Linked DNA regions of Rattus norvegicus: region 2 is linked to region 1. A link is a contact called in public Hi-C data. All regions are on one chromosome and are shown on one strand. Each heading gives the region's core, a stretch centred on a gene start, on an enhancer-like site or on the middle of the called end of the contact. The rest is flanking DNA. Distances are from core to core; before and after follow the strand shown.

Region 1 (6,466 bases), core at 883-3,382:
TTTGTCCTCCAATGATCCAAGTCCTCTCAGTCACTTTATGAGAAACACTTCAGATTCATTTCCCTGTGTTTGAATGTTGTGTGCGACAAATATTCACAAATGTGTTTTCTTGACTGTATTTTATTTCAGAACGAAAATATACAGCATGGCAATACTAATTTCTTTTACAGGCAGGGCCAGCATTTTGCATTGCAGAAACATTTACCCACGAATAGCTAGACTCAGTGGAGGGTTCTTGCCTGGCTTCAGGCAGGTCCAAGGATTCCCTGCCACCAGGACTAGGCAGGAAAGTCCAGGCAGCAGGTACTGCAATGTCATCTGTGGCTGCAGGCAGAAAATGGATGAGCTAGGAGGAGGAAGGTTAGCCCTCCAGAAACATTCTATCCCAGGGACTAGAAACCTGCTCTCACTTGTTAGCAAATAATGGACTCTTAATGTGACTTTCATTGAGTTATACTGTCCTGTGTCTCCCGTGGATACACTGCCACCCATTCAGATAGCCCACACATACAAGCTTATTTGCAGTAGCTGCTTCTTGTGCTGTTGTGTGTTGGAAAGAGCCAGGTGGTGGGCTGGAAACAGGCTTAGGTCAACTGTGATAAAGTGAGAGGAAGATATGGATAGCTTAAACAAAATTTGACTTAAGAGAGAATAAGAAGTAAAGAAGGTGGGAATAAATGGGGAGGAAAGAAAATGAGGGATGAGCAAGAAGTGGGGAAGGAAGAACAGAGGAAGAGAAAAGATGGAGTTGGGAAAGCAAGTACTTCATTCAAGTCAGTAGTGTAGCATCGGTTTTGCCATCTCTAAAATGGGCTGGCTGGGTGTCACATAGTATTTTAATATAATGTGATTCAGGACAGATGCTGGAAATGACTTGTGAGAGAGATGGAATGTTTTCTTAGCCTGTGGGTCCTTTCCATTTGTGTACAAGCCTGTGAGCATTACAGTGTCTATTACTTTCTGCTCACTTTTTTAAGTGCCCATAGAATAAGTGATTATCAGATGCAGGACTTTATGTGTTCTGACTGACTCGAAAGTATGAATTTCTCCCTTCAGAGATGTAAACAGTCATTGTCCGGCCACTCCCACAATTTTTGCACCACTTTTACCCCAGCCTATCTTATAGGCAGGACCAATTATAGGTAGAATGCTTTGTGGCTAGCTTAGTGTCCCAAACTGGGAATTCTTGCCCAGTTACAGAAGATGGCTGGTTCAAGCTCTGTATCTGCCATTGCTAGGGTCACCCCATAGATTCCTGGGAGCTTCCACTGCCCTAGTTCTCTAGCCTGGCCTAAACATCCTCCATCTTGCCCTAGAACAGTTGTCTCCCCCCCATCCCTGATTGTCTCCCTCCCTCCCTCCTCCTCTTCCTCCTATTTTAAAAATTACGGTTCATATTTCTGGAGTGGACACTGTCTTTATGGGTAGAAAACATTTACTCCCAATGATGCACATCTGGACAATCCATTCATTATGTCATCAAAATGACTTAGCACCTGATGCCAAGTCTGACTGAGTTTGAGCCAGGAGACTCACACGGTAGGTAAGAACCTGAATTCTTGAAAGTTGTGACATGTGGCACGCACCGACATACCCATAATACACACAAATAAATAATAAATTTTTGAAAAACGATTTGCAGTGTCTTCCTGATTTGTTCAAGTACTGAAGCTGGTCTGCTGTAGGTATGTTACTCCCTAGAAAGGCCCAGAGTCCTCCCAGCGCTCTGTCTGCAGCCAGAGGGCACTGCACTAACCGGCTGCCAGGTCTCTCTTGCTTAGTTCAAGTGGCAGAAAATCCTGGACTTGTCTGAAACCAGGCAGGAAACCCACATCGGGTCCTGGCTCCTCCGTTTTCCAGAGTCGGGTTAACATACCTAATTTGAGGAGGCTCTTAAGAGAAGATCGGTGGAGAGTAGAGGTCCACACCCACTCAGTGGGCGGTCCTCGTTGACTCTGCCGCCCGCCCTTAGAGACTAGAGGGGAAGCACTCAGCACTTGCTGTGGTCGGGACCGCGCTCTGAATGCAGCCAATGACTGAAGCACAGCTTTTGCTGTTCAGCCCAGGGACCAATCCGCAGTCTCTCCGCCCCCTAAACGAAGCGGTTAAATGATCTTCTGGTTCTGTTTTTTCAAAAAGACGCGGGATTCTAGCGGCTGGAGAGAAGGTGCCAGTGTGGAAAGATCTGGTAAGTAAAAAGCCACTTTAAGATGAATTTCTTCAAGCCAGAATGTTGGGAGCAGCAAATATTCACCAATACATTTGTCGAGTCTGTTTCATTTTGGAATAAAAATACACAGAGTAAGTGACAAATACTAATTTCTTTCTCAGGCTTACCTAGCATGCAGAGTGGAAGCCATACATTTTCAAGTAGGTGGTTAATACATCAACCTAAATTGCCTCTATGTTTCTATCAACATAATCCAGTATGTTCTGCTGAGGTCTAGAAAGTACCAGTCATCTTTAGTGTCCTTTAAGGGCATTGTGACGGTTTCCTCAATAAAACCAGACTTAATGCTAGATGTTGGGCTCAAGTATAGCAGGTCGTGGCTGTGAGCCAGGGAAGGTGGCAGGTCTATAAGCAAACTGTGATACTCAGAAGAGTGGGTGAAATCTGAGGCACACTGCTGCTGTGGGGGAACTCCAGTGCTGAAAAGCCCTTGGGGCAGAGGCAGAAGTGCTATCCATTTGAAGGGCCCAGGGAGCCCAGGGTTGTTTTCAGTGAGTTTTTCTTGCCTCAGAATGCTAATGGCATGGTAGTGTAGGAAGAGGCTTAGATCAACTGTGGTCTTTACCTCTGGAAGACCTCTCTGAGAGAAAAGTAAGTGGGCAGAATGTGCACATGGCTAGCCAGAATTAAAAATTAAAAAAGAGCCTTTAAGGGAGGGAGAAGTGAAGGAGGGAGAGAGAGGGACACAAAGGGCTGGGGAGGAAGTTTTTTGGCAATAAGGAGGGGGGATGTGTGTGCTGAACGCACGGAAACATAGCGGGTGGGGAAGTTATTCAGAAATAGGAAAGAAGAGCGAGAAAGGCCAGGGGAAAGAAAAAGGAGGCAAGAGAAAGGGGAAGAAGATGGAGAAAGCAAGTCCAGGGAGCTCTCAGAGAGGCTGAGGATGGGAATTTTCATACAGTCTGTATTGTTGTATTGTTCTCCTGAAGGAAGGTAGCAGATGTAATTAGCTTAGTAGACTTTGCCTTCTCAAACTATAGAGTGGGTTGGTATACTCTGAGGAATTTGTATTCACACCATTCTAACGGAAAAGGCAAGAAGGAGTGGAGGCAGGAGGGCATCATACAATGAACTTCCAAATACCCGTCATATAGCGAGGATTCTTTTCTCTAATTTATATGTCTTGGATTTGTTGTTGTTGTTTGACTTTTTTTGAGAGAAAGTCTCATGAGGCTGGCTGTGGACATTGGGACTCCTGATCCTCCTCCATGCTTTAATAGAGTGTGACTCAGCATGGATTCTGAAAATCGTTTGTGTGGGCAACATATGGAATGATTCAGAATTGTTAAAGCAAGTGCCAGTGAACTGCAAAATCCATATTTCTTGCTGCTAACTTTTATGTTTTATACTATGAAGCATCAACAGACAGGGAACCTCAAATTGCTTTTCTGGTTGAACAATTATCTGCCTGCCGCGGTCACATAATCCAGACCAGTTCCTCAAGTACTTGTGCACTTTCATTTCCTACATTCCGAGGAGTGTCCCTCTGGTTAAGTATTGGCACTGAACCTAGCGGGAATGTTCTCTGAGCAGTCTTTCACACATGGCTGCTGTCTGAAGACTTTACCTGCATTACATATTCTTCAATCTTCACAGCAGTTGAGGATGACTCTGCCACTCCTTTTAGGGTGAGGAAGAGGCAGAAAATACACAGTATGCCCAGGTCCATGGGGTCTCAAAATGGCTGCCTGAGCTGAGCCCTGTTCTTGGCACTCACTGTGCTGTGCATGTTCTCATAGGACATTCCTGCCATATTTTCAGTTGCTTCCGCTTCTCACAAACAGGAAAATAGGTCCAGGGAGACTAGTAGACTTCCTTAACAGTTCATTAGCAGCAGTTACTGGTAGAAATCAAGGACTCAGGTTCCACAAAGGAGGTCATGGACAATGGAGGGGTTAAGGTCATGGAAACAGTCTTTAGATGGCTCCCCCTGGGTAGGTGCTTCAATTACACATAGAGAAAAGCAGCAAGCCATGGGTGACTGTCTACAGACAGCCTTTCTATTTTCTTCTGATCACTTTCTCTGTGGAAACCGAGTGAAAATGCATAATTAAAGGGGTTGGGGATTTAGCTCAGTGGTAGAGCGCTTGCCTAAGAAGCACAAGGCCCTGGGTTTGGTCCCCAGCTCCGGGGGGTGGGGGGGAGAAAATGCATAATTAAATTGGATGTGGTGTGCTCACTTGCATCCACTTGCTCTGAGGAGGGTGAGGCTGGAGGAAGGCCAGTTTGAGGTCATCTTGGGCTACAAAACAAGACAGGCTTTAAAAGGAAAAAAAAAAAAACACGTTAAGGTGATGTCTGTATCTTGGTTGCATTTTGATGTGAATAAATTGGCATTGTAAGTGTACAAGGAAATGTTCCTAATTTGTAGAACCACCTCCCTGTCTTTTTGGTTAGAAAATAATGTAAATATAAATTCTCCAAAATGCTTGTTGAAAGAAAGTAGTCCAAGCTCTATAGAAAGAACTCAAGGTTTTTTTTTTTTCTTCATCTTTATTAAATTGGGTATTTCTTACTTACATTTCGATTGTTATTCCTTTTCCCGGTTTCTGGGCCAACATCCCCCTAGCTCCTCCCTCTCCCCTTCTATATGGGTGTTCCCCTATCCTTCCCCCATTACTGCCCTCCCCCCAACAATCACGTTCACTGGGGGTTCAGTCTTGGCAGGACCAAGGGCTTCCCCTTCCACTGGTGCTCTTACTAGGCTATTCATTGCTACCCATGAGGTTGGAGCCCAGGGTCAGTCCATGTATGAACTCAAGCTTTTTTTTTTTTCCTTTTTTTTTTTTCCGGAGCTGGGGACCGAACCCAGGGCCTTGCGCTCGCTAGGCAAGCGCTCTACCACTGAGCTAAATCCCCAATTTTTTGGAGCTGGGGACCGAACCCAGGGCCTTGCGCTTCCTAGGTAAGAGCTCTACCACTGAGCTAAATCCCCAGCCCCGAACTCAAGCTTTTTAAGCAAGCTTTTGAGAACTATCTGATGCAGCTTATGGAAATCAGGTCACTGCCTACACCACTCATTCCTCAAATGTGCCTACATAACTGAAGTGTTAGGATCTGCCATGTGCTAGGCATTGCTCTGACGGTGACATACTGAAGAAGCATGGGCTTGTTCTCCTTCATGGTGTATGGCCTAGTGATTCTTAGCTCTAGAAGGGCCCCAAAGGCAGGCAACAGAGTCAGAAACTCTCCCATCATTGGAGGCCTCAGTATTGCATTTAAACTAATTTTTTCTCTTGCTGAGACAGCAGGAGGAAATGCTACTTCAAACAAAGGACCTAAAACAGTAACTAATGCCCTTGTCATCTTGGACAAACTTTCCATATTACTTTTTGATATTTCTTACCAATTTCTTTTGTTTTCAGGGCACTATTCAGGAATCTTCATGCCTCTTTGCCTGACCTTATCATCTCCATGCTAAACAAACAGCAGATTTTAAGTTGGAAGTAGAACTTATTTTTGAATTTCCAAGCTGCAAACCCTTTTTGCAGGTTTGGCATTTGAGTTCTCCGTTTGCTTCTGTCTGTGGGTTTGGATGCATCATTGCCCTTGTCAAGAATACCCTTTCCCCAAAACGAAGTCTTTATAGAACCTGCTTTCTGTGGCAGTGGTGGGGGTTAGCTAATACAGATGATTTGTGTTTGGTATACAGTGTTTGGTACAGTGCGAGACATGCTCGTGGGACAGGGGGTACTCTGCTCTCCTTACTTGGGTGATTATCTTGGCAGATAAATTATCTGCTTGCAATGTTACTGTCCTTGGACAAGCAATGCCAAGATGCCAAGATGAAGGGGAAAGAAAGGACCCAGGACCCACCCAATTCATCTCCCCTGACCAGTGTTTCAGGTCTTACTTTTTATTTATTTTAATTAAATAAATTAATAATCAAGTAATTAATTAATTTTGCATCGCTGACACAGGCTCACAAACCTGCTCTTTTCCAAGTCCTTCCTCCTTACCTCCTCTCCCTTTCATTCCCCATCTATTTCTCCTCCTTTTCTCTTCAGAAAAGGGGAAGCCTACCATGAGCATCAACTGACCCTGGCATATCAAGTTGTAGTACAACTAGTATCCTCTCCTACTGAGGTTACACAAGGCAGCCCAATAGTAGAAAAGGGTCCCGAAGTCAGACAGCACAGAGACAGCTCCTGCTATCACTGTTGGGAGTCCTACATGAAGACCGAGCTATACAACTATAATATATATGCTGGGAAGCCTAGGTCTGTCCCATGAACA
Region 2 (6,096 bases), core at 809-3,308, 290 kb after region 1:
AAGGCAAAATAAAGTAAAGATCATAACTATTGATAGTACTAGATGTGAAGAAACATTAAGATTGCTTTTTCTTCACAAGGACAACTGTGATTAAAAAAATTAATACAAGTAATCATATTCATCCAAGATCAACTGCTTCCACAATTACATTGTAGGCTTCAAGGTCCATTAGTATTTCCTACCATGTAGGAAAAAGCTAAACACCATTCTATGTATAATTTAACTTGATTCTGATGTACTTAAATAATTCTCAAGTGGCAGCTTTATGTAAAATAATATAAAACCACAAAACTTTACAAAACCTACACAAAAATACCACTATAAAGTACTCCTGCCTCTGGCTACCACTCCTCAAAGAACAAGTTGAATTTAGTATTTTAATGTGTAAGACACTGTGTGAAATGGCTGCACAATATATTTAATACGCACAAACTCTGACCATATAGATTATTCGTTGTATTGTATAACTGTGTACAGAGAAGAAACTGAAGGACACATAGGTTAAAGATTTTCCCTAAGGAATTTATGCCCAAGTAAGAATAATGATTTACATATTTTCAAATTTGTGAGATTAAGTACATTAAGATTTTTCTAAAAATGTACATACAGCAGTTACAATTTTCAATTCGGCTTAAAACTTTGTAAGGAGACTTTTACTTTTCATAGAACTATAGTTCCTAAGTTTTCTTATAGAAGTTAACTTTGTTAACTTAAATCACATTCAAAACCGGGGAAAAGACTCTAGTAGCAAAATATGATACATTTGGCTTTTATTCCTGAGGCTTCTTATGCAACTGTTCCAAGTCACAGATTTAATTCTGGAGCAAGCTTGTTTCTAAGCTTTAAAAATTTCCTAGGTCTAAGGTAAGCCAAGCTCTTGCACTCTTTCTTCTGGGAGGTTACAGGTTATCTGAAACCGAAGTCCCTGTTTTTATTTTCTTTTCTCCACTTGTAAATCAAATGACATAATATTCGCAACAGTGAATAGCTAATTTGATTAAAACGTCTGACTTAGAAACTCATGAACTTAACTATTCTTAAGTATTACTCTAATGAGCAATTAAAAATATTTACGCTCCTGGCCATCTGTTAAGGGCCTCTAATTAGTTCAAAGTAATAATTCATATCAATGTAATTTTAAGAGTAAGTACCTACGTTAAAATATACTCATAAAGAAAAAGTTCACACACTCGTACAAAGAACTATACATGTAGTTAATATACTTGTATTTGGCACAGCCGTGTTTCCACCATGACCATACAAATGAACCTGACCACTTAGAAGGGCGAGAAAGGCTACCTTGTAAGTGGCTCAAAGGTAAGTTAATAACAAGTAAAAACACTCTTCAGGGCTAGTAATGGTGCGGCTGATTTCCTAACGGGTATGAGAGGTAACACTGGAAGCGATAGGTTGACAAAGGGGGCGCAGAAGCCAGAGTGAGGACTGAGTAGGCGGGAGGCAGAGGGCGTGCAGCCTGCACAGGGCTACTTCGGGCGTGGGCTGGCGGCCACAGGCTGCGAAGCAGCGGGAGCCTGGCCGCCAGCGCCGTGACATCTGGCGTGCAGAGCCGGCAGGGGGCAGAGCAAGCAGGGTGTCACGTGGAGCGAGCGCTACGGGAGCCGGGAGGGTAGTGTAAGAACTAGAGGGGGGTCTTCCCCAACGCTTCAAAGACTGTTACTCACTGGAGTCGCGGACTCTTCTTGCCCTGAGCAGGAGACGGGGGCTTCGCGGCCGCGGGCTGATGCCCGTGGCCGTCGGGAGGCCTGTTGCTGGGGCTGCTCCTCCGCCGGCGGGGATACTCGGCCTTTCTCCGGCGGGACACAGCGGCGGCGGCGGCGGCCGCAGCGGTCCGGCCGCGATCCCGACCTCCTCTCAGCACGCGGCTGCTCGCAGTCTCTGCAGGCTTCGCCGCCGCCGCCACGCCGGACCGGAGCTCGTCCGAAGCCGCGTCGGCCGCCGCTGCCGGGCCCCCTTCCTGGTCCTGCTGCTCCGGGGATCGCGGCTCCTCCGTCTCCCCCGGCATCGGGGCTCGTCCGTCCCCCACCCCTGCGTCCCAGGCGGTGGAGGCGGCGGCGCCCCCGGCGCAGCTCCCCCCGCCCCCCTCGGCTCCCGGAGCGTCCGGCTCCCTCACTCCGGAGCGCCTCTCTCCCCCCGCCCCTCCGCCCGTTCCGAGGGCGCCCCCCCACCCGCCCCCTGCCACTCAAGCTCGCGACCGCCGGCGGCGCGCACGCGCGCACCCGTACAGACACGCAGCGAGCCAATCGGGGAGAAGGATCGGCTCCCCGGCCCAGCCCCTCGTGTTCTCACACGCAGCAGCGCACTCGGTGCCCTCCCCCACCCCTTCCTTCAACCAATCAGGAAACGGCTCTGAGGGAGAGCGCGAGGTTTCCTTCCCCGCGCGCCCGTTCTCACCGTTAAACGGCTGCGTCTCGCGACAATCCCAAAGTGACCTTTTTATCCCCCCCCACCTCTGGAGTTCAGATCAAGCTAGGGGCGGTGGGAGGGACAGGGCTGACGAGGGCGGTGGCGAGGACAAAACGCACCTTTCCCAGCCTCGCGCGCAACCCCCTGCCGGCTGCGCGCGCACCTGCCTCCCGGAGGCACCGCTGTTCCCTCAAGGGTTCTTACTAGCCTAAGAAGTAGCCTGGACGTTATCCCGCCTCCACTCGGACCCCCACCTTCCTGCTCTGGCTTTTCTGTCCCCAGCGCCGCCAGCTCTTGAGGGGAGAAGTGGTAAATTATTTGCGTTGCAGCTTCTCCTTTAAGAAAAAAAGGCCCTGTCCGTTGCCGGATGAAAGTCCCCAAAAATGGCGGCGATAGGATAGAGGCGGGGTTGAGGAGACTGCGCGGGATAGTTTTGAGGCGCATGCGCAAGGCCAACTTCGCTAAGGGCATTCTGGGGGACGTAGTCCTTTTTAGTCTGTGTTTCTAGGGAAATTATGGGAAACTAGAGGCAGAAGGAAGGCTGGGAGCTTTTCCCGGTCCGAGTTTACGGTTCGGCGAGGCATTGCTTCCGGGTTAGGCCGGGACGCCTGCGTAGATCTGGCACAAATATTGAGCCAATTATAGGTTAGGGGTGCTTGGGAGAGAATTCTGCTTCTACTGTTAATCTTTTTGTGTAAGTGCTCTGAAGTGCCCTTGTCATAGTCTTTACTTACTTCGGTTTGTTCATTTGAGGCTTCTACGACCTGCTACGTTCGTTTTCATTCCTCCATCTTGTGTTGAGCCTTTCACTCGTTAGGTCCTGGAGATCATGGACTCGTTATGCCTCTGTGAATTCAATTTTAATAAAACATGTAGGACTGATTGTAAAGTGGTTTCCTAGTAGGAATAAGGCGTCTTGGAATTGGCGTTGACTGTGGTCCCTGAGATGAAGCTGGAGAGGCGATTAGCGTGACTCCCAGTGATTTTTGTGGAGAAGCTAGCGGTCCGTCACGTTCTCCGCCCAGAGGCTGCATGCCTTTGCGGTTTGTAGATGTTTCTGCAGCACAGGAAGCACAGTCATAATAGCAGCTCTGTCTAGCGTTTGCAGCTAAGTACCTTCCTGATGAGTAAAGGGGGCTTTCCAATTGTTCAAACCGCAGCTGGTGGTAATGCAGACTCTTGTGGTTTTTTTCCCTCTTAACACGTTTGTAGGCATTTCTTAACCTTTGTTTGCATTCTTTAGTTTGCTTTTTACGCGTTGTAATCAGGAAACAACTTTCAAGGAGACTCCTTACTCTTCGAAGATGGAAACGTCTTAAGTTAAATGCTACAAAGGAGGATGGGTAGATGCAAAGTTTGGAAATCTAATTTTGAATTTTACATTAGCCATTAAATTTTAGTTCATTTTTCTTTTCTTTCTCTCTCTCTCTCTCTCTCTCTCTCTCTTCTTTCTTTCTTTTACCTCTCAGAATCTGATTCATTTGCCACACACATAAGGCAAATGCTTTATAGTCTTTACTGAGTTTTGCACTTTCAAAGGATTAGTGTCCTTTTCAGTTGTAAAAACCGACAGTGTCAATAGGAATAATTTTTTGCAGTTCTTTGCAATGAGCACGTTTGGAACAGCACTGACATCCAATGGCTGCTTACAGTAATACAAAAAACTAGCCTCTTAAAAAAGGTCTTAGTAAAACGAATGACTTGTTCCTTTTAAAAGATGGTCACTGCACTTCAGAAGCAAGATTACATATTAAAGTAAACTGATTTTGTATTAAGTAACAAAACTCTCTCTTTATCCTGTCCTTTTAGCCAGTTACTACTCCCTGTGCCTGTTTATATACTGGTAAACACCTGGACAAAACCCATTTCACAGGTCATAATTATATAGTGTAGATTTTTACATACTGCCTTCTGTAGGTGGGCCTGTTGTAAATGTGTTTTTCCTTTTGAGATGAACAAAGGCACAATAAGATTAAAAAAGCCGACCTTTCTCACCTTTCTGGAGAAACTGTTACAAGGCATTGTATTTCAAATTCTGGAGGCTTAATACCTAGAATCTTAAATCTTCTGAATTGATTCTTCCTTTTCCTATAAATGTTTGCATTTTGGATAACTGGACCAGAGAATTCAAACATGAACCTACTTTTATTCAACTTTAAAGAATTTATAATTTGGGCCAGTGAGATTGCTTAGCAGATAAAGTCACGTTGCTAATAAAAAGTCTGAAGAGTTTGATCTGTGGGACCCAGGTGGTTGAAGGAGAGAGTTGACTTTACTCTTACAACTCGAGAATGCCTATACATTCACCCACACAATTTTTAAAAGGTTTGCTTTTAAAAATCACAGTTTGGGAAATGAAGTGAGCTTGATTTCTAAGTAAGTACAGATAGTGAAATGAAGTTGATGCTATTTAGGCAGAAATTTTAAGAAAGGAGCCTATGGTCCACTAGTTTTACAGAAAAAGGAAGAGAAGGAAGAAAAAGGAGGGAGGAGACAGAAAAAGATAGCTGGTGGAAAACTTAAACTTGGAAAACTCCGCAAGTATAAACCTAAACTTTCTATGAGTTCAAGAAGATCACTTGAATATGGTAGGTGTTTAAATTAAAAAAACAAAAACAAAAACAAAACAAATCAAAATCTAACTTTCAGTCTTCATAGTCACCCTGGCCAACAAAGCATCAGAATCTTGCACAGCCTGCCATTTTCTGTCAGCACTATTTAAAACAAGCAACAACAAAGAAACAAATAACCCCCAAAACAAAAACTGAGCTTCTAGAAAAGAAAAGTATTCAGCAAATCAAACGTGAGGAAGTGCTAAGCAAATACAGGAACCAAAAGGGGGTCACAGAAGCTGCTTTGCACTGTCTCATTCAGTTCCGTTGTGGTTCTCTTCTTCACCACATGCTAATGCAGTTCTTCACAGTCTTCAAGACTAGAGTATTGGAGGTGTAGGACAATGGAAGAACTGGGTGAGTGAGGGGCCTTTGGAGAAGCTGCTCCAAGGAAGTGTGGGCTTGGCTGCCATGCATCCCCATCTGTAATGAAGTTTGGTCTAGTTAGTGAGGATAGGACTGAAAGAGTTTTGTTTTCACTTCTGTCCTCAGTTCAAACAAGAGTGAGGCAGGAGGAACTATCATTGTTGAGGGGAGCTATTGGGTTGCACAGGCACAGTAGGCAGAGAGTTGAGAGCTAACTATAGATCAGACACCCAAAGAAACAGAAGGAATTATAATTGAACTTGCCTTTCCCCTTGGCAGCTCCTGGAGGTCATAGGGCGGCTCTACAGCTAGGTCGTTGTGGAGATATGATACTGGAAAGAGACAAAAAGGATGGGAAAAGGAGAGGACATAAAATGAAGGAAGGGAAGGAGGGAAAGGAAAGAAAACCAGGAGGGAGGGAGTACAGTGGAAGGACAGTGAAATAACTGTGCAGAGTAAAGGACTGTAGACATTGCAGAAGGGCCAGGGGCTTCCTTTCTCTGTAGTTTACTATTAGACTATAGTTATACCATCACTGTAGTGGGTCTTGTTGCTTTTTATTTAGAGAAGTCTTGAAGGAGCAGATTACTTGGCAAGAAAAAGAGTCCTTCCTTCCACTCTGAGGTAATGAAGACACCAGTGGAAGTGCCGCTGGCTACCATGCCCAGAAAGACCATAGGTTTCAAAGCTCGGA

The links. Hi-C and Micro-C count contacts between places; a contact is called where the count stands out from the background.
Region 2: a Hi-C map of liver shows a contact between it and region 1, with 3 times the contacts expected there. The contact joins the promoter of Zfp91 here to the promoter of Fam111a in region 1. A contact is called at or near these places in 2 of 12 Hi-C or Micro-C datasets (liver and psoas muscle) and 1 of 1 datasets of contacts at active chromatin or transcription factors (oligodendrocytes).

What each region holds. Positions count from the first base shown.
Region 1 is chr1:219,063,507-219,069,972 of GRCr8, forward strand. Fam111a (FAM111 trypsin like peptidase A) reads left to right here and starts at 2,133. Exons shown (of 3, transcript NM_001109163.1): 1 at 2,133-2,188.
Region 2 is chr1:219,350,360-219,356,455 of GRCr8, forward strand. Zfp91 (zinc finger protein 91) reads right to left here and starts at 2,059. Exons shown (of 11, transcript NM_001169120.1): 1 at 1,683-2,059. The coding sequence starts at 2,023. It overlaps Lpxn (leupaxin), which reads left to right and starts at 5,309. Exons shown (of 9, transcript NM_001009649.1): 1 at 5,309-5,393. The coding sequence starts at 5,381.